2 separate regions of the Mus musculus genome follow, and region 1 is linked to region 2. A link is a contact called in public HiChIP or PLAC-seq data. All regions are on one chromosome and are shown on one strand. The core of a region is the stretch at or near the end of the contact, and the rest is flanking DNA. Distances in the headings are between cores, read along the strand shown.

The links. HiChIP or PLAC-seq counts read pairs in DNA pulled down with a chosen protein or histone mark.
Region 1: a contact with region 2 is called in an H3K4me3 HiChIP or PLAC-seq map of embryonic stem cells, with 2.6 times the contacts expected there. The contact joins the promoter of Hdlbp here to the promoter of Agxt in region 2. A contact is called at or near these places in 3 of 39 promoter capture datasets (all in embryonic stem cells), 1 of 15 datasets of contacts at CTCF or cohesin (pro-B cells), 1 of 484 Hi-C or Micro-C datasets (cerebral cortex), 7 of 115 datasets of contacts at active chromatin or transcription factors (the NIH/3T3 cell line, embryonic forebrain, embryonic limb bud and 4 more) and 3 of 9 other capture datasets (adipose tissue, embryonic stem cells and pancreatic islet).

Annotation. Positions count from the first base shown.
Region 1 is chr1:93,443,094-93,447,321 of GRCm38.p6, reverse strand. It overlaps Hdlbp (high density lipoprotein (HDL) binding protein), which reads left to right and starts at 1,621. Exons shown (of 28, transcript NM_001301364.1): 1 at 1,621-1,742.
Region 2 is chr1:93,132,948-93,137,337 of GRCm38.p6, reverse strand. Agxt (alanine-glyoxylate aminotransferase) reads right to left here and starts at 2,098. Exons shown (of 11, transcript NM_016702.3): 1 at 1,814-2,098; 2 at 1,537-1,729; 3 at 1-43. The coding sequence starts at 2,044.

The sequences.
Region 1 (4,228 bases), core at 372-2,871, 310 kb before region 2:
TGATTTAATAATGCTTTCATTAAGTCCATGCTTTGTTTTATTTTTGAGACATCATATAACTTTGTAGCCTACTGTGACCTTGAACTCCCAGTACTCGCCTCAGCCTTCTGAGTACTGAGATTACAGGGTACCACCACACTCATGGAGGCCTCTGTACAGCCAGGCACTGGGCCAGCTTGTACTTAATGTGGACTTACTAACTCCATTGGAGATCCCTTGACAGCAGACATACTGACTGGTGGGTGCTTGCCTCTCCACATTAACTTTTTCACAGCCCGAGACCTCAGGAACAAAAGAATGACAACAAAAACATTTCTTCTAGTTGCTGGTTGGTTAATCACCAGGGAAAGACACCTTGCACAGTAATAATAACACAGAAGGAAAGACAACTTGGTGCCTACAGAGGCTTTAAGAAGCTCTATCACTCGGTGACTATGCTGGCAGCTTGGAAATGCCCTCTGGTCTTTTAAGCAGTACCTTCAGAGATTTATGTCATGAAGAACTGTGGTGTTCCTGTCAGCCGCATTACTGGCTCCTGGACTTCTCAATTCTGACACCTCAACTTTCAGATAGTTTCCTATTCAGCAGCCCCATCCCCATTCTTTCCAGCACATTCCATTTTCCCCCCTTGTCCTTCAGTCTAAAGTCTAGTTAGGGCAGCTCTTCCCAGTCCCTCAATCAAGAGCCCATCACCGTGCTGCTACCTTCTAAGTACATACTAAGTCTGATTGCTTATTTTGTTCACTGCTGCAAATGCTTGTAAGCCTTAGAATGACAACTACAGAAGGCCTCTTCAGCCCTTCCACATACCATTGTCCCACAAGAAAGGCACATATTATCCAGACCTGGTGGCTCACACTTGTAATCCAAACACTAGAGAAGGAAGCTGAGACAAATCTACACAGTGAAAAGTTGTCAGAAGTGGGGAAAAGAAGGTGGGGGCATCTGCTGTTGGTTACTAGCCTATTCTGTGCTGATGCATATCACTGCATATCACTGTCCAGTATAGGTCAGAAGTGTGCTCATGTCACCTCAGGAGAGGTTCAAAATAATGATTGTGTACAAATTCTTCAAGTAGTTGTCAATAAACGCAACAGGGCAGAACTAGTCCTTTCAAAGGAGGAAGCATTCTGAGGGCAGAGGTTCTGCTCTGTCCCAACTGAGTATGGGAGAGGTAGGAATTCACTGCAGGCTGGTCTGTACATATGGGACACTGAATAATACTGTGTAGAGGGCTTCGAAAGTTTTGGAGTTTGTTGTGTTGGACATTGAGGAATGGAGTAAGGATTTGCAGTAGAGGTGGGAGCAGGAGGAAGAGATCCCGAAGAGAATGAGAATGTGTTCCATCAGGGGGTGCTCTAGGGGATGGTAAAATGGTTTTCCGGGCTGTCTGCTGTCTGAGGTCCTCAGAGCTTTCTTTTCTCTTTTGGTGACACAGTTTCTGGTGGCCTCAACTCTGGCACCTCTGGCTCTGGGGCCTGCCTGTTCTCTGTAGGTAATTAACTTACCAACTCCTCGCCCCCTGTCAGGCCGCAGAACTCTTAAAGAGTTGGTCCGCTCCCGGGCGCTGTAGGGACCCCGCAGCGGGCGGGGCGGGCGGCCGGTCTGACGTGTCTCGGCGGGATTGGAGCCTCCGCCCTATATAGCAGCGGCGGCCCGGGCGCCGCGCCTCGGAGCGTCCCGGCTTCTCCCGCGCAGCGGCAGCGACAGACGGACAGACTCTCGGGTGGTCACACTCACGAGTGAGGATCGGGCGAGCTGGTGGGCGGGGGTGCCAGGGGCGGGGCGGCGGGGGGTCGCCGCTGAGCACGGCTGGGGTCGGTTCCTCAGCTCCCCGGCCGCACAGGCTCCTGGTCTCCAGCTACCGCGACGGGCGGGGGCCGCTACGTGTCACTCTGCGCATGGCCGCGCCGGAGCGCAGAAACTTTCCCAAGTCCGCCACGCGCCGCGGGTCTGCTTGCGGGCCCGGACCGCCTGGACTTCTAGCTCACCGGGCGGGCCGCCGCGATGGGGGAGGGGAACGACCTGGCCAGGTTGGTGACGTGGGCTGCCGAGCCGGCCCCTCCCCCGCACCCCTTCCCCCCAGCTCGGCCCGGCCGTACGGGCTGTGGACCGGACCTAGCTAGGTCAGTGGCGCCCTAGTTCGCGTCAAGCTGGGATCTTCACCCGGGGCCCCTATGTCCCGCGCGGTGCCTTGCTGCACCTTCACCTGCGGCGTCTGGCTACGTGGTCACTGGAGGACTCCCGGCCCAAGTACTACTTGGATGCGCCCCAGGGTCCATGGGTGAAAAATACATTACGGAAAAATACCGAATTTGGATGAAAGGCAGGGAGGCCGAGCAGGATACTGTCCCTTTAAGCCTGTCCCCGCCCGCGGGCGCTCTTGGCCGGTGGGAGGGCCATGCTGAGGTGGCATCTGCGAAAGTTCCTCCCAGGCTGGGTCTCTGACTTCCAGAGCTGGGTAATGCACTGGGCCGGCCTTGGTAGTCACAGACATAGTTTGTGATCTCAGCATAGCTGGGTTTTGTTTTTAATTTTGGAGTTTGTACTCTTCGGTATTTGGTGGGGAGAGGGCACCTTCGAAAAGCTTCTGAGGACGTAAAAGTGAAGTTTCAAATTTGGAAGAGAAACCTGCATCTCAGCTGAAGGTTTTCAAGGTGGAGGTTTTCAGTGCCCTCCATGTAGACTGGCCTACAGTATAAAGAACTTGAGTCCCTCTAGCTGAGGTTGATAGGAAATTCTTTCTGAAGCATAACTGAATTCTCCTTGCATAGTGTTGCCCCTTACATAAGTAGTTGGCACAACTTAGCACAGGGGAATCAATTTAAATACTTCCTTGTTCAGAATCAAGAAGGATTCTTCACATACAGCTTTTTCTATTTTCTGGATTAACAACAGGTTTCCAGCTGCCACAGCCTCACTGCTCTCCCGCAGGAGGCCCTGTTGCTCCCCGATTCTGGGCTTCTACCTCTCTTCTTTTAGTTCAAGTTCTGTGTTGAGAACTAACCTTATTCTGCCATGCTCATTTATGCTCTTAAGAAGCAAATTGTAATATCCAAGTTTGGATGCTGACAGACCACAGTTTCCTGTGGGAAAGGTGGTGGGGGTGGCCTCAATCCTGAGGGACTGGAGGGGCTGTACCCACTTGAGGAGACTTGCATGTGGAGGCCAGAAGAGTTGAGAACATAGATGTCTCTGTTGCTTGGCCTTCACAGGGAGGAGGCAGAAGAGCTGGACCCCACGAATGCCATGCACTCTTTTCTCTAGTGGTATTTGTAAATCAGATTAGAGTCATATTCAGTCCTGACTTGTGTGGTTCAATCCAGCAGAAGGCTGAGATACCAAATCTTGGGCTCCTGTCGTATTCTTCTGAGTTTAGCCAGTGGAGATGCAGGGTGGGGGCTGTATGGTCAGCTGTGAGGGGGCCCCCGTGTAAGATGAGCATCCAGGTGCAGCCGGTTAGGCCTCTGAGTATTTTGTCAGTAGAGGTAAAACAAGCAGTAGGGGAAGGTGGAGGGAAAGTTCTGCTTGTTAAAGCAGATACAGATGGGCATTACTGAGAACATGAAAGCCTTCCTTCCATAAGACTGCTTACTGCAGGGTCTCCAGTAGAGATGAGGCCTATATTTACATATGGTTATCAAGTATGTGTTTTAAAGTTGAATCTTTAACAGAATTTTGAGTCATTAATTTTTTTTAAAGCCTTACCAGAACTCTTACCTGAACTCTCTGTTCAGTGTGTCCTTAATTGTGATCTGTTTGCCTCAAGCTCTGACAAACTGAAATCTGGAAACTAGGCCCCAGTGAGTCTTGTCAAACCTGTCTGGAGTTTTCTAGAGGTCCACTTTGCTGTACCTGGCTGCCAGAGGGCGTTTGTACGCGTCAGGAGTCCTGGAAGCTGCATTCTGGTTTCTTCCTTGTCAGTGACAGTAGGCTTTAGACATGGAGGTGCTTCCAGTAACCACTTGATTCACTGTAAATATCCCTGGAAGGGGATCCCGAAATATGGGAGCATATTTAAAAGAGATATCCTGTGTAGGGCCCTGTGTTGCGTCTGTACAAGGCAATATATTGCGTAGGCTTGGGCAGCTAGTACTCTGGAGACCTATCTTGTGCTGGGAAAAGCCAGGGCACTGGTCAGTGGCAGCAGAGAGAATATAATAATTGAAGTCACATAGATAAACCTGGCTTGGTAAAGTGGGATGGGTGTCTGTATTTAAGAAGTGAG
Region 2 (4,390 bases), core at 849-3,348:
TAATGTTCTCCAGGCTTCTTGATCATCTGGTGCACACGGGCTCCTGATGACAGGGACAGAATGGGTGGTGAGTTAGACATAGTGTGGGGGAGGGGAAGGACCGAAGGAGCTGAAGGGGACTGCAACCCCATAGGAAGAACAATATCAACTAACCGAATCAACCAGAGCTCCCAGGGACTAAACCACCAACTAAAGAGTACACAGGGAGGACCCATGGCTCCAGCCATATATGTAGCCGAAGATGGCCTTATCTGGCATCAATGGGAGGAGAGGCCCTTGGTCCTGTGTAGGCTTGATGCCCCAGTGTAATTGGCAAGGCAGGAGTGGGTAGTGGGAGGCGGAGCACCCTCATAGAGGCAAAGGGGAGGAGGGATGGAATGGGGGGTTGTGGAGGGGGAACCAGGAAGGGCAACAACATTTGAAATGTAAATGAATAAAATAACAAATAAAAAAATTTAACACACACACACACACACACACACACACACACATACACAAGAAATAGTGTGGGGGACCGCACTCATTCTGGCTCTCACATGGCTTTACCACAGGTGAAGTGGAGCATGCTCTGTGAGGCTTGCTTTTCCCACAGATGCAAGCACTGTCCTGGCCTCCAGGGCTTTGAGCCCAGAGCTTTTCAGTGGTGGGGGTGGTGTATGTGTGTGTGTGTGTGTGTGTGTGTGTGTGTGTGTGTGTGTACCTCCTCAGGCTGAGGAGGCTCTTGGCAGCCTTATCACACAAATATTATCTATGTGAGGTAACTTTGAGCACTGCAGGCGGTATGGTTTCCTACCTACCCCTGGTGCCATTCACAGGTATCCCATGTCACCTGATGGACAGCTGGATGAAGGGTGAGAGGAAGAAGCAGGCTTTGACCTGTGGATCTAGGAACACCGGGACCCAAGCACCTGTCCTGATTCTTGTCTCTGAGTCCCATGTCACATGAACCTGCTCACCACTAGAGTCCTAGCAGGGGACAAACCTGAACCACCCAGGTCTCAGTGAAGGGCAAAGAGTGGCTTTGGGCCTGGATGACTGATGCCCACCAACCATGTGACCATGCACCTGTGAACCATGGGGGCCATTTGCAAATGCCAGAGTCTGGCAGAAGTCTAGGTGTACGCCTACCCTCTTCCATCTCAGGCTCTGGAGGGAAAACTGTTGCTAGGTCTGCATTTTACAGACAACCAAGGCTCTGAGATTTGGGGAGAGAATCAGCCTCCGAAATTCCAGTCTTCCTGAAGATCTTAAGAGCTGCTGGGGCTCAGACCAGGGGGTTCCCCGTAACACCTCTTCCATACATTTCAGAAACAATCTTGTCCTAACTGGACAAGGCCGGTCTGCTAGGGCTGGGAGAATGCCTGGATGCCTCCCTGGAAGAGGCAGCATCCTATTCAGGGGTGGTGGAGGCATTAGGGTCACAGGAAGGAGTGCCTAGTCAGATGGAACAGGCACTGATCTGGTTGAGATACCTTCAGGATTCCCCCAGGAGGCCTCTGGAGGGATAACAGGAGGTCACAGACCACTCTCCCTTACCAATGCGATCAGCAATCTCTGCAGCCCGCATTCCCCAGATGCCATTGGTTCCGGTTAGAAAGGAGTCCCCAGGCTCTAGGAGGTTGAACAGGGCAGTCTCCATGGCGCAGTGCCCTGAACCGCTGACAACCAGTGTGAGGGGGTTCCTGGTCTGGAACACATACTGGATGCCTTGCTTGATCTCCTCCATGATCTAGACAGTGGGCACACAGGTCAGATCTGCCTGCTACCGAGTGATCACCACCCCTAGATGGAGGCTCCTGCCACCAAGGCCTACCTGAAGCATCTCTTTTTGCATGTGGCCAATCATTCTCAGACTTCCCGCCGCCAGCACACGGGGAGCCAGGTTGGAGGGCCCCGGACCCAACAGGAGCCTCGTAGGAACTGACAGGGGCTTGCTCAGGGCCTCTGGCGGTGGCACCAGCAGCTGATACGAGCCCATGGTCCGGACCCAACCTGCCGCTCTGGAGCCCAGCGTCACACTGGCCTTGGCCAACATCCGGAACATTTCCCAGCTAGCTCTGCGTTGAACTCAGAGGCCAGGCCTGGTTGATGAGTCCCTGTTTCTCCAGCCCTTTTATTGTCAATTTAACCCTGATCAATGTTTGTCCTTCTGTCAGGGTGGACAGGACAGTGGAGGTGTGAGCTTTCCACAGGGGGAGGGGAGCCTCTGGTGTCCTGTCAAAGAACAGCAGTATGAAGAGCCTCACACCCCTCTCCCTGGGTCCCCTCACAGCCCAGCCAGGGGTCTGAAACTTCTTCAAGAGTCAGAGAGCAAGTGCCCGAGGCTTGTAGGTCCGATGTATTGCAAGCGCCCACCTGAGCACAGGGTTCCATGGCAGCCAGGCCGGGTGTGGCTGTGTTCCAACACAGCTTCATTCATTTTGTGCTGCCTGTATGTGCAAGGTGTAAGGTTACCCACTGCAGCATGGACTAGCCTCTGTCTCTCCCTAGCATCCCCAGTCACCAGTAGCTCCTTGAATGGGTGGGACTCATGAGCCCCTGCTCCATTCTTGTTGAGCATTTGGCTGCCTAGGAAGAAAACAAACAAAGCACATGAAGTTGGGTATGGAAAAGTGAGGGGGTAACGGAGAAGTTGAATTGGAGAGGTGAGAGAGAAGTGGGTTTCACCAAAACACATTGCACGCATGTATGGAATTCCCAAGTAATAAAAGAGTCACACCTGAAGTCAGAAAAATCAATACATAAATCCCCTAAAAAGATTTCAAAGACAAAATGTCATATTTTTTACGTTAATACCTAAAAATGGTTAATTGCAGATATATTCTTATACTGGCAAACAAATCTGTCCATTGAGTCTCAGCAGTTGGAGAGGGAGAGAAAAGAAAGCAACTGTATGCAGAATAGAATAACATTCTAACTACAGTGTTTTGTTTATAGTCTGCCTTCCAGTAAAGGAATATCTTTACCAAGAATCTATGTGTTGCATGTTCACAAGCACATGTACATGGGTGTTTGTGTGTGTTTATTGCTCACATGTATGTGCATGTGTGCTCGTGTGTGTGTGTGTGTGTGTGTGTGTGTGTGTGTGTGTTTTAGTCACATAAAAAAACAGGGTATGGGATCCAATGGGGCTCAGAGACTGCATTTACTGTCCCTGGCTTGGCTGATGGGACAGGTTCATTTCAGCAAGTTTGTGTGTGTGTGTGTGTGTGTGTGTGTACTCCACTGCATCCTCCCTCTCATGCTCACACATAAGTCACACTCACAGAACTCACATTCACACACACAGAACTCATAAATTCTCACACTTACATATGTGCCAACTCACACACACAGATGCTCACATTCAGCTCTCTATAGTCATACACAGCTCACAACAGCTCTTACACACACACCAATTCAAACTCATGTTCACACTCACATACCCTCAGGCTCACCAACTACAGATAACTTGGGCATAAGGATGTCTCTCACTGTTAGAAGTCTCTTGAGTCAAGTTCACACTCATAATTAACCAGCTCTCTGTCTCTGTTTCTACTCCATCTCTGTCTCTGCTTCTCTCTCTTTCTCTCTCTCTCTCTCTCTCTCTCTGTGTGTGTGTTTGTGTGTGTGTGTGTGTGTGTGTCTGTGTGCTGGGTCAACATTTAGGAAGAATTAATGAAACTCAGGCTTCTAAAGAGGAAAAGCCACCCTGAACTGAGGGCCCTGGGAAGTTGAAGAGGCCACACAACCCCCCCCCCCCCACTTTCCTGCTTTGGTGAGGCCCTGCCCTGTATATCATCATGAGAGGAGGCAGGGTGTGGATGCCAACCTCTGAACCCTGTGCCTGTGATAGACCCTTGGGAGAGACCCAAACCTTTGCCCAACTTTCAAGCCCCAGGTTATCCCCTCCTTCATTCCAAGTATAGGATTCAGCCATCACCACCAAGTCCCTAGAAGCTATCACCCTGTGATATAGCTAAGGACCCCCTGCCTTCTGAGCAGCCCCTACTTCCCAAGGGGACTCACTCCCCCTCACTCGGTCCAACTCTGCTGTAGCCTCCTCTCTGCTCCAAGACCCCTACCCAGCCCCACCAAGCCCTAACAACAGGGATTTTCTGGACCATTGTCTCTTGTTGACTCTTTGGGTCTTGGATGGCTTTGTCTCTTTCATTCCCTTACGTTCTCTCTCTTGGAGATCTTGCCCTTTTCCTGGCTCTGCTCCCTCTTGGAATCCTGGGAACTGTCCATCACTGTCCTTACATGAACATCTATATGCTTTTGGAAGCCCTTCTTCAGGTCGTCAGAGCACATGTGCATGTGTACCACGATGTGTTCCCCATGGGAGGTAAAGTAACTGAAGGGTCACTCAGAGGTATGGATGCACTTTGCTCAAGGCTGCAGCAGGCTC